Linked DNA regions of Sus scrofa: region 2 is linked to region 1. A link is a contact called in public Hi-C data. All regions are on one chromosome and are shown on one strand. The core of a region is the stretch at or near the end of the contact, and the rest is flanking DNA. Distances in the headings are between cores, read along the strand shown.

Region 1 (2,888 bases), core at 160-2,659:
CTTTTAAGGCCAGTCATCTGTTCTGTTCATGTCAGGGACAAGTAATAGTTCTCCATTTTTTGTTGTTTGGCCACACTCACAGCATGCAGAAGTTCCCCAGCTGGGCCAGGGATTGAACCTGCGCCACAGCAGCGACCTGAACCACAGCAGTGACAGTGCCAGATCCATAATTCATTGCACTACCACGGAACTCTGACAAGTAATAGTTTGATTAACTACTCAAAATTCTTCTTAAATAAGTTGTCCCCTTTTGGAACAATTAAAAAATCTAAGATGTATATATTTGTCTGCGAAGAAGGAAAGTCTTTAACAGGTTTTTCATTCATTCTTCCCCAAAGAGTTCCTTCCAAAATTAGAGCCCGACTCAGAGAAAAGAGAAAAAGAATACAGTATTTGCTCAAAACACAGAGCATGTTTTTCTACCAATATCAGATTATATTACACACACACACAAAGAAAAAAACTGTTATAAATACATCATTTGTTACCTTCATACAAGTCAATAAAATAAGGCCAGCAATAGCGCCTTCAAATAACCAGGTGACAAGAACTCTAAAATACCAAATATAAACCTCCATTCTTCCTGCCAACAATGTTCCTTAAATTAACATAAGGAAAGGAGACATAAAAAGGAAGGGTAGGAATTTACTGCAAATATTTTCTCTTCAAAAAAGCCAACTGCATTGTTCTTGAATGTGGTTCCAATCACTAAACAAATAACATTCCTTTAAAAAAAACAGTTTAATAGTCTAAACAAAATTAATTTAAATTAAAAAAATTTTTCAAATCCAAATTCCATCTCACCCACTTCATAAATACCTTTGCCTAAAGAGCAATCTGTCAACACATGCGGTTTAAATCATTAACTACACAGCACCTAATCATTAGTATAATCAGCATGTAAATTTCTTGAAGGCACTGATTGTGTCCTTTTAAGTGTTTTGTACAACATCCGGTGCAAGGAAGCTTATTAAACATTTATGATGTTTAATAATAAGAAATAAAATGCCCAAACAAAAGTCTTTATTATTCAACTTGGCTGCCGCTTATAATATAAACCACTGATGAGCATGTTTCTCTGAGTGCAATTACAAAAAATCCACAACAAAACAAAGCCCATTCAAATCAGAAAGTCTGCCTCCTCTGTCCAAGAATACTGTTTCATTTTTGTGTCAGAAAGAAACTGGCAGGCTGCCAGCAGATAGCATGCAACATGCAGACTGCAGGGGCATTTAACTTAAGCACTGGTGCACACTTGACAAAGCAAAAAACCTAGGACATTCCAGGCACATTTTTGGAGATATTTTCCTTACCTTTCCCATTTTGCCACGTGGTATACCAAGATAAAGTAAGGAACGAAGTGATAAATGCTAAAACAGTGGCTACAGTTCCATTTCGGAGCCTCATCTCATTTCACCATCACTGGTTCAAATGTTTATGATGATAACCAAGACTGTTTCTTTTTATCTTGAAGTCAACTAAATCCAGCTCTCCTGGCTCTAGACCAATCAAAACCATCAATAGGAGAGCTTCATTTCAGATGCTGGGCAGAATTAAGTCTGGCAGCCACACCATCCACAATTACTAGTCAGGATTGTCGTACAGTCTTCATAGGTGGATGTCTCAGGCTTCTTTCTTCCTATTCAGGGGGAAGAGAGAAAGAAAAACTTGCTTGATGCAAAATATTGGTTTCTTTATTTATGAGTCACTGTAATAAACAGATTTTTGGCTGGGCGAAACGGACTCATTTAATATATGAGAATGATATGGTTGTTTTCCTCCAGAGCAAAAAGCTTCCAACTATACACTCTCCTTGGCTTGGTCTGATCTGTGGAGATAAAGGTCTCGTTATTTATGCAAAGGGGGAAGTGCTGAGGCTCATTAAATAATAAGCCACAGATTCCAAGCTGAGAACTCTATAAAGATCACTCAGTGGATCCCTTGTGACATCATCTTCACTTTCCTCAATCCTTTTACTGCACAATAAGTAAATAGTTAATATTTTCAAATTGTTCAAGAAAACTGACAGACTACAATTTTCAAGGGTCAAAAGCCCTAGATCCTAGACGCAGCTCCATCATTACCTATGTGACTTCGGGCATGTCACTTATCTCAGCCTTGTGGTTTCACCCCCCCCGCCCCCGGAATGACATCATTACCCGTGCTGGCTCCTCTGGTTCTCATAATGAATAAAAAGGTTATGGTTATGGAGTTCCCGTAGTGGAGCAGAGGAAACAAATCCAATTAAGAACCATGACGGTACGGGCCTCGATCCCTGGCCTTGCTCAGTAGGTTAAGGATCCGGCATTGCTGAGCTGGAATGTAGGTCACAGATGAGGCTCAGATCCCGCATTGCTGTGGTTGTGGTGTACACTGGCAGCTGTATCTCCGATTCGACCCCTAGCCTGGGAACCTCCATATGCAGTGGGTGCGGTCCTAAAAAGCAAAAAAAAAAAAGTTACAGTTATGATGCCTATTGGTCATCATCATAAAATAGATGTAGTTTTCCCAATGATTAACCCTACCACCACCACCACCCCGGGTGTAAACTGGGACTATTTAGGCATTTAGAAAATGCAACAATGCAACACTAGAAGCCAGGATATATCACTTAACATTGATTTAACTCAGGAAATCTGGAGATCACCTCCCAGCCAGCAAAGCTGTTCAGAAAACGGAATGAAACCAAGTTCTTAGCAGTACTTAAACACAGTCACCCAGCACATAACAGGTTCTCAATAAATGTGAACTGTATTAACAAACCAAACCAAACAAACCAAGCCAAAAAACCCTGCATCCAGCCACTCACTACCAGTTCAGGAGGCTCTGTACACAGCCACTCCCAGTTATTCTCATTCCCTCGGGGCGAGTCAGGCACTCTGAGATGT
Region 2 (2,888 bases), core at 257-2,756, 40 kb before region 1:
TTTCAAAAATACTAACATAAAGATGTATTTCAATATCTATGAAGTAGTCAGTTTGTCATTTGTTAGAGGGGACGAAAATATTTTCATCTCTACATCCTAAAATCTACAAATAAAAGATTAACAAAGACAAAATGAAGAAAGAAATAAAAAGTACAAAGGAATTGTAAACAAGTCCCACAAGAAAAACTCTAGAAGCTCTGGCGGCTCTAACAAGAGGAAGAAAACATATGCTATAAATTATCTTTTTGGTATTTTAGAAAAAAGAAGCAAACCAAAGTACTTGTATTATTCCATGAAAGGTTAAATGTAAGTGATGATATATCTTTATTTCTGTAAGAAAAAGTAGAGGCAGATGCATGAAAAACTTTCTTGAGATGACTGTAAGAGCTATTAATATTGAAATAAGATATAAGAAAAAAAACCGTCAGAGTTCCCGTCGTGGCTCAGCTGAAATGAATCTGACTAGCATCCATGGGGACGCACGTTTGATCCCTGGCCTCACTCAGTGGGTTAAGCATCCGGCATTGCCATGAGCTATGGTGTAGGTCGAAGACTCGGCTCTATGGTATAGGCCGGCAGCTATAGCTCGGATTCAACCCCTAGCCTGAGAACCTCTACATGCTGAGGCGGCAGCCCTAAAAAGCAAAAAAAAAAAAAAAGAGAGAGAGAGAGAGGGAGAAAAAAATCATTTCTCTACCTCCCTATTATTTATTTATTTATTTGATGGCCACACCCACGGCATAAGGAAGTTCCCAGGCCAGTGCCTAAATCTAAGCCACAGCTGCAACATACCAGATCCTTTAATCCACTGGCTGGGCAGGGGATCAAACCTGCACCTCCACAGCAACCCCAGCCACTGCATTCAGATTCTTAACCCACTGCGCCATAGCAGGAACTCCTTACCCATTTTTTAAATAGAAAGGTTAAACATTGTTTTGCTAGTGATACAGCTTGAACTAGATGTCTCCTGAGCCTTTTCAGCACTATTACTCTGGTCTTTAGAGAAAACTGTCCAACTCCTTTCAAGTTACTAGGCACAGGTCAAGAATTTTTATTATTTGACCTGCCAGACTTCTAATGGTCAATGTAATACTCCCAAGACCCAATTGAGACCAGGAATGCCACCACAACAAGAAATAAAATAAACCTACCTCCTGTTCGTCCATTACCAATTTGCACAGCAGGTTGAAGGCTCCCTTCATTTTGTAATAAATGAGGCAAATGATAATAAATACTTGGCACTTGAAGAGGTTTTTTGCTTGTTAACTCCTTTAATAGCTTTAGGGTATCATCTGAAACACAGAAACATCCATCAACCCACGGTAATATTTTACTTGTAGAAATTGCTGGTTTCACAAACACAGCAGTAAAAATGTATGAGAACTGAAAGAATTTTCTTTTCATGCTTTGATGAATGGGATTTCCACTGACACTTGTGCAACCAGCGTCTCACAGAGTCATAATGTTGAGAACAGTCTGAATGAAGTTAAAAGGTCAGCCAAAGTACCAGGAGAAGGTGGGGTATGAATCACTCTTGTATAATGTGTCAGAACTCAAGCCCGACGGAACAGACTCCAAATACACTATCCATTCATGAAATTGCGATAACAACAACTACAATGACTGGCAGCACTTTTTGATGCTATCAAATTTTACCAAAATTTCACGTAGAAGATTTTTTAAAATTCAAGTACAGTAAGTTAAAGAGCACAAGTAGAGAATGTTTGGTACAGTTCATAACTTTCAAATCATTTTTCAGTTTTTATGAGAGGGACCAATGAACCATTTAATATAAAATAAAACCTTGATAGGATAAGCAATGCTGTTTTAAAATTCCACTGAACCAGAACTGAAACCTTTAAATAAAGAGGTTAGCAGTAAGGACTTGTAGCTTCAACAATTTCATACAGAACAATATGAAAACTCCACTAAAATATTCCAAAAATTCAGATCTGAAAGTTCTCAAGTGAAAGGAAAATAATGACCACACATGAAATTAAAGTTTACTCTTATGTTAAAGAAACAACTACAAATTACAAGCCAACGCCCACCTATCAAATTAAACTAGCAGATTAAATGATCATATTAAATTTGGGTGATAATGCGATCGATGTTTCAGCTATTCAGAACAACATTGAAAATCCTCACCTATTATTAAGTAACTTTCCTTTTAGGAATTTAAATTTTATGCATCCAATAATTATTTAGTGATTACCTATTTTGTTCCAGCAACTGTACCATGTGTTTAGAAATCAGCAGGCATCATAACATAGATTATGTTTTTAAGAACGTTATAATCTAATGAAAATAACTCAAAGCCTACCATAAATTTAATTGATTTATATAGAGAGATATTTTTCACAGTTATAAACTGGGGGACAAAAGCCATCCAGAAAAATCTTATTCTCCTAAATGTAGAAAAATATTTAACCTATTATGGTCTATGATTAGCTGACATATTTATATAGCCAGTTAAAAATGGTATTTTTAAAGAATATTCAATGGCATAGCAAACTGCTCTAATAATTTTAAGAGTGAAAATAAGGCCATAAAACACACAATCACAATTTTGAAGAAGAATATGCATGGGAAAAAGACTAGAAGAAAACCAGGAATGTTAATCACTCCATAATTTTAAATGTTACTGTGCCATAATACAAATTTTATAATCAGGAGGGGAAGAAAGGAACATGAATCCTTAAAAATAAAGGAAGGGAAGGTTGCGAATCCCAAGATGAGAGGAATTAATGGTGAAGGATTATAACAGCTAATGCTACATGAAAAAGTGTATTCATCTTGGAAGATTACACAGATTTTCAGACAATTACCTACATATATCAAGTTTATCATTAGAAGAAGAACAGCAAAGAAACAGAAGATGATTGGCA

Evidence for each region. A called contact is a pair of places that touch in the nucleus more often than the background predicts.
Region 2: a contact with region 1 is called in a Hi-C map of alveolar macrophages, with 2.6 times the contacts expected there. A contact is called at or near these places in 12 of 47 Hi-C or Micro-C datasets (alveolar macrophages, blood, embryonic fibroblasts and 8 more) and 2 of 2 datasets of targeted methods (alveolar macrophages and skeletal muscle).

The regions. Positions count from the first base shown.
Region 1 is chr3:55,563,454-55,566,341 of Sscrofa11.1, reverse strand. MGAT4A (mannosyl (alpha-1,3-)-glycoprotein beta-1,4-N-acetylglucosaminyltransferase, isozyme A) reads right to left here and starts at 1,409. Exons shown (of 15, transcript NM_001315622.1): 1 at 1,314-1,409. The coding sequence starts at 1,407.
Region 2 is chr3:55,603,654-55,606,541 of Sscrofa11.1, reverse strand. MGAT4A (mannosyl (alpha-1,3-)-glycoprotein beta-1,4-N-acetylglucosaminyltransferase, isozyme A) reads right to left here. Exons shown (of 15, transcript NM_001315622.1): 3 at 1,152-1,292. Among named protein-coding and RNA genes, the nearest start is that of MGAT4A, 40 kb to the right of the region's middle.